Regions from separate parts of the Sus scrofa genome. Here all the other regions are linked to region 1. A link is a contact called in public HiChIP or PLAC-seq data. All regions are on one chromosome and are shown on one strand. The core of a region is the stretch at or near the end of the contact, and the rest is flanking DNA. Distances in the headings are between cores, read along the strand shown. Region 1 holds the start of RNFT1 (RING finger and transmembrane domain-containing protein 1). Region 2 holds the start of INTS2 (integrator complex subunit 2). Region 3 holds the start of BRIP1 (Fanconi anemia group J protein).

What was found. HiChIP or PLAC-seq counts read pairs in DNA pulled down with a chosen protein or histone mark.
Region 2: a contact with region 1 is called in an H3K27ac HiChIP or PLAC-seq map of alveolar macrophages. The contact joins the promoter of INTS2 here to the promoter of RNFT1 in region 1. A contact is called at or near these places in 2 of 5 promoter capture datasets (fetal skeletal muscle and liver), 1 of 47 Hi-C or Micro-C datasets (heart right ventricle) and 2 of 2 datasets of contacts at active chromatin or transcription factors (alveolar macrophages and skeletal muscle).
Region 3: a contact with region 1 is called in an H3K27ac HiChIP or PLAC-seq map of skeletal muscle, with 3 times the contacts expected there. The contact joins the promoter of BRIP1 here to the promoter of RNFT1 in region 1. A contact is called at or near these places in 2 of 5 promoter capture datasets (fetal liver and liver) and 2 of 2 datasets of contacts at active chromatin or transcription factors (alveolar macrophages and skeletal muscle).

Annotation. Positions count from the first base shown.
Region 1 is chr12:36,173,722-36,176,421 of Sscrofa11.1, forward strand. It overlaps RNFT1 (RING finger and transmembrane domain-containing protein 1), which reads right to left and starts at 1,414. Exons shown (of 9, transcript XM_021067295.1): 1 at 980-1,414. LOC102157680 (a long non-coding RNA gene) reads left to right here and starts at 1,196. Exons shown (of 5, transcript XR_001299904.2): 1 at 1,196-1,319.
Region 2 is chr12:36,433,002-36,435,701 of Sscrofa11.1, forward strand. INTS2 (integrator complex subunit 2) reads left to right here and starts at 1,392. Exons shown (of 25, transcript XM_021067302.1): 1 at 1,392-1,497. The coding sequence starts at 1,479.
Region 3 is chr12:36,496,739-36,499,438 of Sscrofa11.1, forward strand. It overlaps BRIP1 (Fanconi anemia group J protein), which reads left to right and starts at 1,400. Exons shown (of 21, transcript XM_021067301.1): 1 at 1,400-1,468.

The DNA of each region.
Region 1 (2,700 bases), core at 164-2,663:
GTTTGCCCAGCAGACGTTAATGTGAGTCCTGGAACTCATTCATACTTGAATACTTTAGCACATTTACTATGCCTAACTGGAGTACTTTCATCTCTGATGCAGATTCTACATCTCATAAGTGTGAATCTCTTTTTCTTTTTTAATGCTTGGAAAGGCTAGGAGGAAAAAAAAATTAAATCTTAACTCCTTATTAAATATCATCATGGAGAACTAATCATAAACATTTCACTCAGGTGACCTACAAATTTCGTTTTATGCTGAAAGAGCTTTCACAAAGTTAATTAAAAAGTTTCCAATAATTAAAACCAAGAGTATTACCTTTCCCCGCCCCTCAAAGGATGTTACCTAAATACCTTTAAAATAGGGAGGCTTGGAGAGGCACCAGGTAATCGCTAAGTAACTCTTCGGTCTGAATAAGGATAGTTACGGGGTCTGCCCGTTAAAAATGCCACCGTGGAGGGAAGGGGAACGAACACAGGCAGGGAAATAACCCACAGGATGAGTGTGGGTAGCTGTCGGGGATGCCACAATCCAGCTGACGAAACCGTTTCTGGAGGAGGAAGCAGGGGTTAACGTCAGGGGATATTATGTCATTCTATTCATTCGTAGGTTTGAATTTTTTTTTTTCCAGTTACTGAGGGGCGGTTTGGTTTTTAACTGCCTTTCACTAAAGGCTTTTTCACCGATGCTCCAAACGTCACGACTGCTACTATTTATTTCCTCAAACCTCCGAAGACCGACGTTGGACTGAACAGTTTCTGCGCCTTCTTTCATAAATTAAAACAGAGAACCCTCCCACTCTCCTCCAAGCACGAGCAAGAAAGGGGAGAAAAAAGAAAAGTAAACGCAAACGGCTCTTCCGGAATCTCCAGGTCAGAGTTTTCCACCCACGTTCGAGCTTCGAGCGCCTCAGTTATTCTCCCCAGAACCCATTCGCCGGGGTCCCTCGCCTCCTTCATCCGTTTCCCCCAGACCTGACCTCTCATGACGATGGGCGGACCAGGGCCCGGGCAGCGACCGCAGGAACTGTGGCAGACGCCGCCTCGAGGCCTTCAACCGGGGCCATCACCTTGAAACCCCCACCACCTGCAACCTCCACTCAGCTCCGCGGCGGCAGCGGCGGCGGCGGCGCGCGCGCGCGCGCTCGCTCCCTGGACGTCTTCACGCGCGCGTGCCCCGCCCCCGGGCGACGCGCCGAGGGGAGGGCGCCGCCGACCCGAGTGGGGTGCAGGCCGTCAGGGGTGCTGGCTGTGAAGAGCGGTCTGTGCCCCACAACTCCCGGCAGCCGGCTGCGTTAAACCATGAGCTGCATCCAGTCTGTGCGTACGTTTGTGTAACCTGCCCTCCTACACCCCTCCTCACCCCCTCCTCAGAGATCCGGACGTTTCGAGGTTAAAAATGTTTTGGCTTCGAGAACCTGCCCTCGGGGGAGGAGCCTGCCGTTGGGGGCTGGTCTGGTCCCGCCTCCCGTGCGCCAGCCCCTGGGTCCCGCCTGGCTCGCGTCTCCCGGGTTCCGAGCTGGAGGAGCCACGTTGGCGAGGGCTCGACGCGCCTCTGAGCGAGCCGGGCGGGGGCGGGAGCGGTCTGGTTTCCCCCAGCTCAGCTGAGCCAGTTGTGGATGGGCGGTGAAGTTTTAACTGAACTCGGGTTTTCTTTACAATTCTGAAGTTGCACTGTGAGAACAAGACCCTGCCGAAACCTGAGAATAGAAATGGAGAAGTGAGGATAATTTAGGTGGGGGTGGAAGTAGAAGTTAAGAGTTTAAAAACCTTGTTTTCTAGGGAGCTCTGTAGTGTCTTCGCTGTAATTGTTAACCTAAAACTTCTAAAAATAAAAGGTGTATTAAGAAAAAGTTTGGAGAGTTCTCCTTGTGGCTCAGGGGGTTTAAGAACCGGACTAGTTCGTATCCCTGGCCTCTCCCATTGGGTGTGGGTTAAGGTTCCGGGGTTGCACGGACGACGCTCGGTTTGGACCCCTCGCTCAGGAACTTACATGTGCTGCAGGTGTCGCCCTAAAAGGGGAAAAAAAGAAAAAAAACTTTGAACAATGAAACAAAAAAGCTTACCTCTTGATCCTCAGCCCAGATAGATTCTAAATGTTACTTGTTTTCCAAGAATCTGTCCCATCCCTCCCCACCACGAATAGCCTTTCTATTTTGAACCTCGAGTTTTTTTCCCTTTAATATCTGGAATTTGACGTCAAGTAGGTAACTCTTGATGGTCTTCCTACAAGTCTTGAAATTAAACATTCAATGGCTTGGGTGAGGGGTTCAGTCTTTCCTCACTAGAGAGGATGCATTTGCTTACATACACACACGTCATGAGTTGAATATCTAGTGGAAAAAAAGGAATACTTTGTCTTATTACCGGTCGCTGATTTAAAGCCATTCACAGCAACTTTACCCAAGTTAGTTTGCTGGTGTGTGATTCCCTCCCCCCCTTTTTCTGCTGCTCCTGGGGCATATGAAAGGTCCCTGGCCAGGGATGAAATCCCAGCCATAGCTGTGAGCTATGCCACAGATGTGGTAACTTGGGATCCTTAACCCACTGTACCAGGCTGGGGATAGAACTGGTGCCACCACAGAGACAAGCCAGATCATTAACCCACTGCACCATAACAGGAAGTCCTGGTGTGTGATTTTTGAGCCTCCTTAATCATGAAATTTTTTGCACCTTATTTTCTCCTATAATCGACTACAAC
Region 2 (2,700 bases), core at 142-2,641, 260 kb after region 1:
ACCTCCACATGCCTAGGGTGAGGCCCTAAAAAGACAAAAAGACAAGTAAAAAAGATCTTGACAGGCAGAAACAATTGAAGAAATCTTACAAAACAGGGTAACTATAAAAAGAGTTCCACGTTGAGAAAACTGGAGCTAGATCACTGCTGAGATCTTTTTACTTTTGAAATTCTATTTCCAAGGAACATGGGTGCTCCTTTAAATCCCTAAGTCTTCTAATTTCTAGAAAGTCATTTACTGGGCAATAACTTATGTAAAAGCACCTATGATGCCTGAGACTGGTTTTTTTTTGTTTGTTTGTTTTTTCTTTCTTTCTCTTTTTTTTTTTTGTTTCCTGGCTAAGTCTGCAGCATGTGATGGTTAGGGATGGAACCTGAGACACAGCAGCCACCCAAGCCGCTGCAGTGACAACGCCAAATCCTTAACTTTGCTGCACAAGAGAACTTCTCCTTTTCTTTTTAAATTTTTAAAATTTATTATTTTATTAAAGTATAGTTGATTTACTGTGTTGTGCCAGTCTCCTTTTCTTTCTTTCCCAACCTGATTGAAAATTAAGGTAGAAAAGAATAAATCAAAGCCATTCAGGGGTGAGAATGTTCACTTCATCCAGGACTTAGAGTATAGGAACTATATAACACATTTCATCAAACAAATATAAGACACCAGTAATTGTAAAACATTATTTCATGTACCACTAAGGAAAAAAATGCTGTACATACATATATACATACATGTATACATACATATATACATATATTCTTTTTTGGTGTGTGTGTGTGTGTTTCAGGGCTGCACCCATGGCACATGGAGGTTCCCAGGTTGGGGTCGAATTGAAGCTGTAGCCACCGGCCTACGCCAGAGCCACAGCAACGCGGGATCTGAGCCGCGTCTGCGACCTACACTACAGCTCACGGAAACGCCGGATCCTTAAGACCCACTAAGCGAGGCCAGGGATCGAACCCACGTCTTCATGGTTCCTAGTCGGATTCGTTAACCACTGAGCCAAAACGAGAATTCCTTGATGACTTTTTAAATTCTTCTACAAACCCAGGATTCCAGAACTTTGGTGCTGGAAGGGCACAGGCAGAGATGGAAAAGAAATGTATGCAGTCTGATTCCTTTCGTGTTCTGATCAATGAACAGTGGGGACAACTTTAACATTCCGTTTCCATACTAATGTACGTATTCATTTGAACGCCACGGTAGTCCTGTGACGATGAAACTGCACTTCGTAAGGACTTAATGATTTACCTTAAAAAGAGTCAGCTGGTAGGGTCTGGAAAGGAGACTGAAGACAGCTAGCAACCTGCTAAATCTTCTCGAGTGAACTTGGCAGAGCAAACCAAGGGGGAGGAAGGGGTGGGGCCGCGCACGCGCGCCGTTGCCTCTGAGCGACGTCTGCGGGTTTCCTTTCACAGCCAGCCACTCTTCCTCTCAGTCCAGTACGGTGGCCGACCGGAGCCAGACGCTGGGGATGAATGAAGGTGCTGTGTGCAGGTTGAAACGGTCTGCTCTGCTTTCCTCTCCCTTCAGTCCGGGCTCTGCCTTTGTGCAGGGTCCGCATCCAGCCCCTATCGCACCGCCGGACCAATGGGTTCTGGCGTCTGGGTTTTTGGTGTCCAGGTCGACTCAGGGCACAGCTAGGGTTGGGGAATCCGGATTATCGCCTAGGCCCAACTTCGGACCGCGCTCTCGATTTCTACCGCGTCCCGCCTCTAGAGCGTGGAATCCGGGTGGGGTCCCGGGAGGTTGGAGGGTAGATCTTAAGGTATGAAGCTTCCGCTTCTCAGGCTCTTAGAGCGTTCCGAGGTCCGTGTCCGCCACCGGCCCGACTTTTCTCAGCCAGAGGAACTGGTTGGTTCTCTTTACGCCCAGGGCGAGACCTATGAGCACACAGGTCTTGACGCCTCTGCTCTATCAGCCCGCCCCTCTGTTAAAAGGCCAGCTCCTCTTGCTAAAATTAAAAGCAAAACAGCATTTCTGCCCACGACTCTTTGTTATTTACGATTCTGCAGTTTTGTGGGTCTCAGAGGGGATGGCTTTGGCTACCTGCTACTTGCTGTTTTGTTTCTGATTACTCTTGAAGACAGAAAAGTGCCCAAGTGGGACTCAGCTTTCTCCCACAGCTAATTGCACCTCCACAGCTGTTTTGTTTTTGTTTTTGTTTTTTTAAACTTAGGAACACAGGAGGTATGGCATACTGTTTTTGTCTCCAGAGCGTTGAATCTGGCATTGCTTCTGGCTAGTGAGGCTATTTAATAGTGGTTCCACCGACTCGTGGAGGGTGGGAAAGAGAAGTCTAACAGTGCTTTACGGATGTTGGGTAGGCATGTGAAACGAAAGAGGAGCGTTCTTTACTATGCTGATCTTTTACTCTACGTTGTGGCACTCATGACTGGTATAGTGGAGAAAATATTGGACTGGGTTTTAGTAGATGAGAGTTCAGCGTTAGATTTTGCCACTGACTAGTAATACTACTCAGAGCCAGTTACTTAGTCCCTCGGGGTTTCATATTCCTTCTTTGCAAAATGGGAGTATTACAACAGAAGATCCCCAAGGCTGGAAGAGACGTTAATATACTCTGTTTTCTTTCTCATTTTCCAGATGGCAATAGAAACATAGGGAGCCTTTAATTGTGCCAGGAATATTGCCAGCGACTAGTCCTATTAACAAGAGACCACATTTTTCAGAGTTGTTAAA
Region 3 (2,700 bases), core at 150-2,649, 320 kb after region 1:
CAAGATGAGAGTTCAGAGCCTCATGAACTTAAGAGAGGAAAATCAGAGTAGTTATCCTGGAGAAGTTACATAAAAAGATTTGATGATTTAAAACATTTGTAAAAGCAGAATAATAATTTGAAGGTAGTTTTAAGGATTTATTTTTATAAACTATCCTCCATTGCACTGTCTTAACAGTAAATTACACTTTTTGTACTTTTCCTTCATCTTGGCTTATGAATATGTATTTTCACATAATGAAATTCATAATAACCCAGTTTGGAGTCTGCTTTTTTTCATTTAACGTTATGGAGTTTTGGCAGGTTGTTTGGTTTTACATTTATTTTATCGGTTCCATAATGATTGAATTGATATAATCATCTCCCTGGGAAGTTAGGGTTTTTTTTTTTTTTCAGTATTAGAATAGGCCTTGTTAAAAATAAATAAATAAAAAGAATAGAACTTGTTGTCACTAGAGCTATTATTACTTTTCTTTCTTTTAGATTACTTCTTTAGGGTAAATTTCTGAGCCCGAGATTACTAAATTAAAGGGTAGAATTTATTTTTATGACTGTTTTGTCATTTGGGGAAGATGTAGTAAAACTGAAAGTGAGGCAAGCAAACTCGACTTTTGTTGCTCCCTTCTGCAGCAAACCTCTCTCCCCAAACTGGTTTCTCGGAATCTGAGAAAATGTTTCAGGTCTTGCTTTTTTGGGAGAGTAGCCATTTGAGCCAAGTTTAGGTAGAGGATTGTTTTTTTTTAAATATCAATTTGGCGAGATCATGATTAACCCCCCTACCTTTGAGGAAACCGAAGTGTATTTCTTGGCAAAGAACAAATTGGTCTTAGGAAGGACAGAAGGCTGATAAGCTTTAATGGAATTAAGAGTGATCTGGTGCTGGAGAGCGTTTCCAGTTGAATGTGGTCTCTAAGAAAGCCTTGAATATCAGGAGATTCTGTAGCCAGCTGTCATCCAACTTTTTCGCCTCGTTTGGCTCAGAAGTCTGGCCATTTCCTTTCATTACTCTGGGTACCGGAAAGTTCGGAAATTTGAATCGAGTGGCGCTGAGAAATGCTGAGAGAACTTGGCGTGTTTCCTCTCGCTTGGTCTAGAGACCTTAAAAATGAGACTTCGAATTTCCAAGGAAACTGAGCCACGGCTTAAATCACCGGTTTCCAGAAGTCTAACACAGCAAACTGTATCCCTTTATCTTCTTGGGATCTGCGGGAGTCCTTCACCGCCAAGGAGCTCGCCTTCCCATGCCTCCGTGTAGCTGGGGTTGGTCTTTACGGCGGAGTCCTCCATTGGGTGCCAGCGTGCGCGCCCCCTGACCTCGCGTCGGGATTGGTTGCCTGGTTTCTGGTCTTGGCGAGTGATTGGTTGTCTGACTTCGCCCGGCGATTGGGTGCTGGGAGTCGAGGGGTGGGAGGCGGGAATTCGTCCGCTGGAGTGTTGTACTTGGGAGCTGAGGGGAGAAAAAGTAAGAGGTACGTAATCCCGCGACTGGGAGTAGCATCCTTGGGAGGAAGAGAGGGAGGCTAGGACCTCTCTTTGCCGGAACTTCTCTGTGTTTGCTTGCAAGTTTCGGCTTCCTTTATCCCGAGAATCGGAGCCCAGTCGGCATTGTTTGATTTTCCGCCGGGCGGGCAAGTCTGTCTCTCGCGGGGAGGGCGCAAAGCCTGCCAGAAGGGTGCCTTTTGCTTTTGTCCACCCGCCTTGCAAGCCCATCGGTGTGGAGTGGATCCCCAGGGCCTTGGGGATCGGGGTTTGCTGAGGGAGGAGGGAATATGAGGACGAAAACCTGTGGGGGGTGGGGAGGAAGCCTGCTTTTACCTCCTTGGAGCAGAGGCCTTCTACGAGTCTGGGGCTTTTCGTTACTCTTGGGAGGGGGCTACGGCGGAGCCAGATAAGTTTTGTCCTTTATCCAGTGTGTAGAGGAAGCGACCCCTTTTTGTTGCCAGTTGCCACCACGGGTGGGGGTGGGGGTGGGGATGGATTGCTTTCTAGGTTATATCTGAGTTACTAGGCCAGCCTTGAGTTGTTGGTTAGATTAAGGATTTAGATTCCACAAATATCGTTCTCAGAGCTTCACAGATGGAAGCACAAAATGTTACAACTGGAAACTACCTAAGAATAGTGATTCTTAATTTCTCTGGGGACAAATAACTATGGTTAAGGTTGTGACAGGCTTTATACTATGTGGAATTGAGATTTTAACCCATCTCTTCATCCCCACATGGAATTTAGCATTTCTTCACTATTGCAAATAATTCCTCAGTTGATAACAGTGTATATCATTTCCCTTTTATTTTTAGTTATTTCCTTAGGATATATATCTGGGAATGAGAAATCTATGGACTTTCTCTTAAAAAATACAGTCATATACAGAAACTTATGCATGCAATATCAAAAGATTACACACAGTCTTTGAATTACATCTATGTATCCTAGGTTAAGTTGGTTTAGAAGAGGTGGAGATTAAAGTAGATCACTTCCTCTGTATCAGATACTGGAGTTTAGGCACATTCTATACATTACCCGTATTTAATTTTTGACTCAGTGCCTGGCTAATTTTCATAAAAGCCCTATCAGGTAGATAGTATTATATTATCTCCATTTTACAGATGAAGAAACAGGCTCTGTGAGATTAAGTAATTCACAGTGCAATTCCACTTTAAGGCTTATTTTCTTTGCATTATACCCTATTGACGTTTACGTA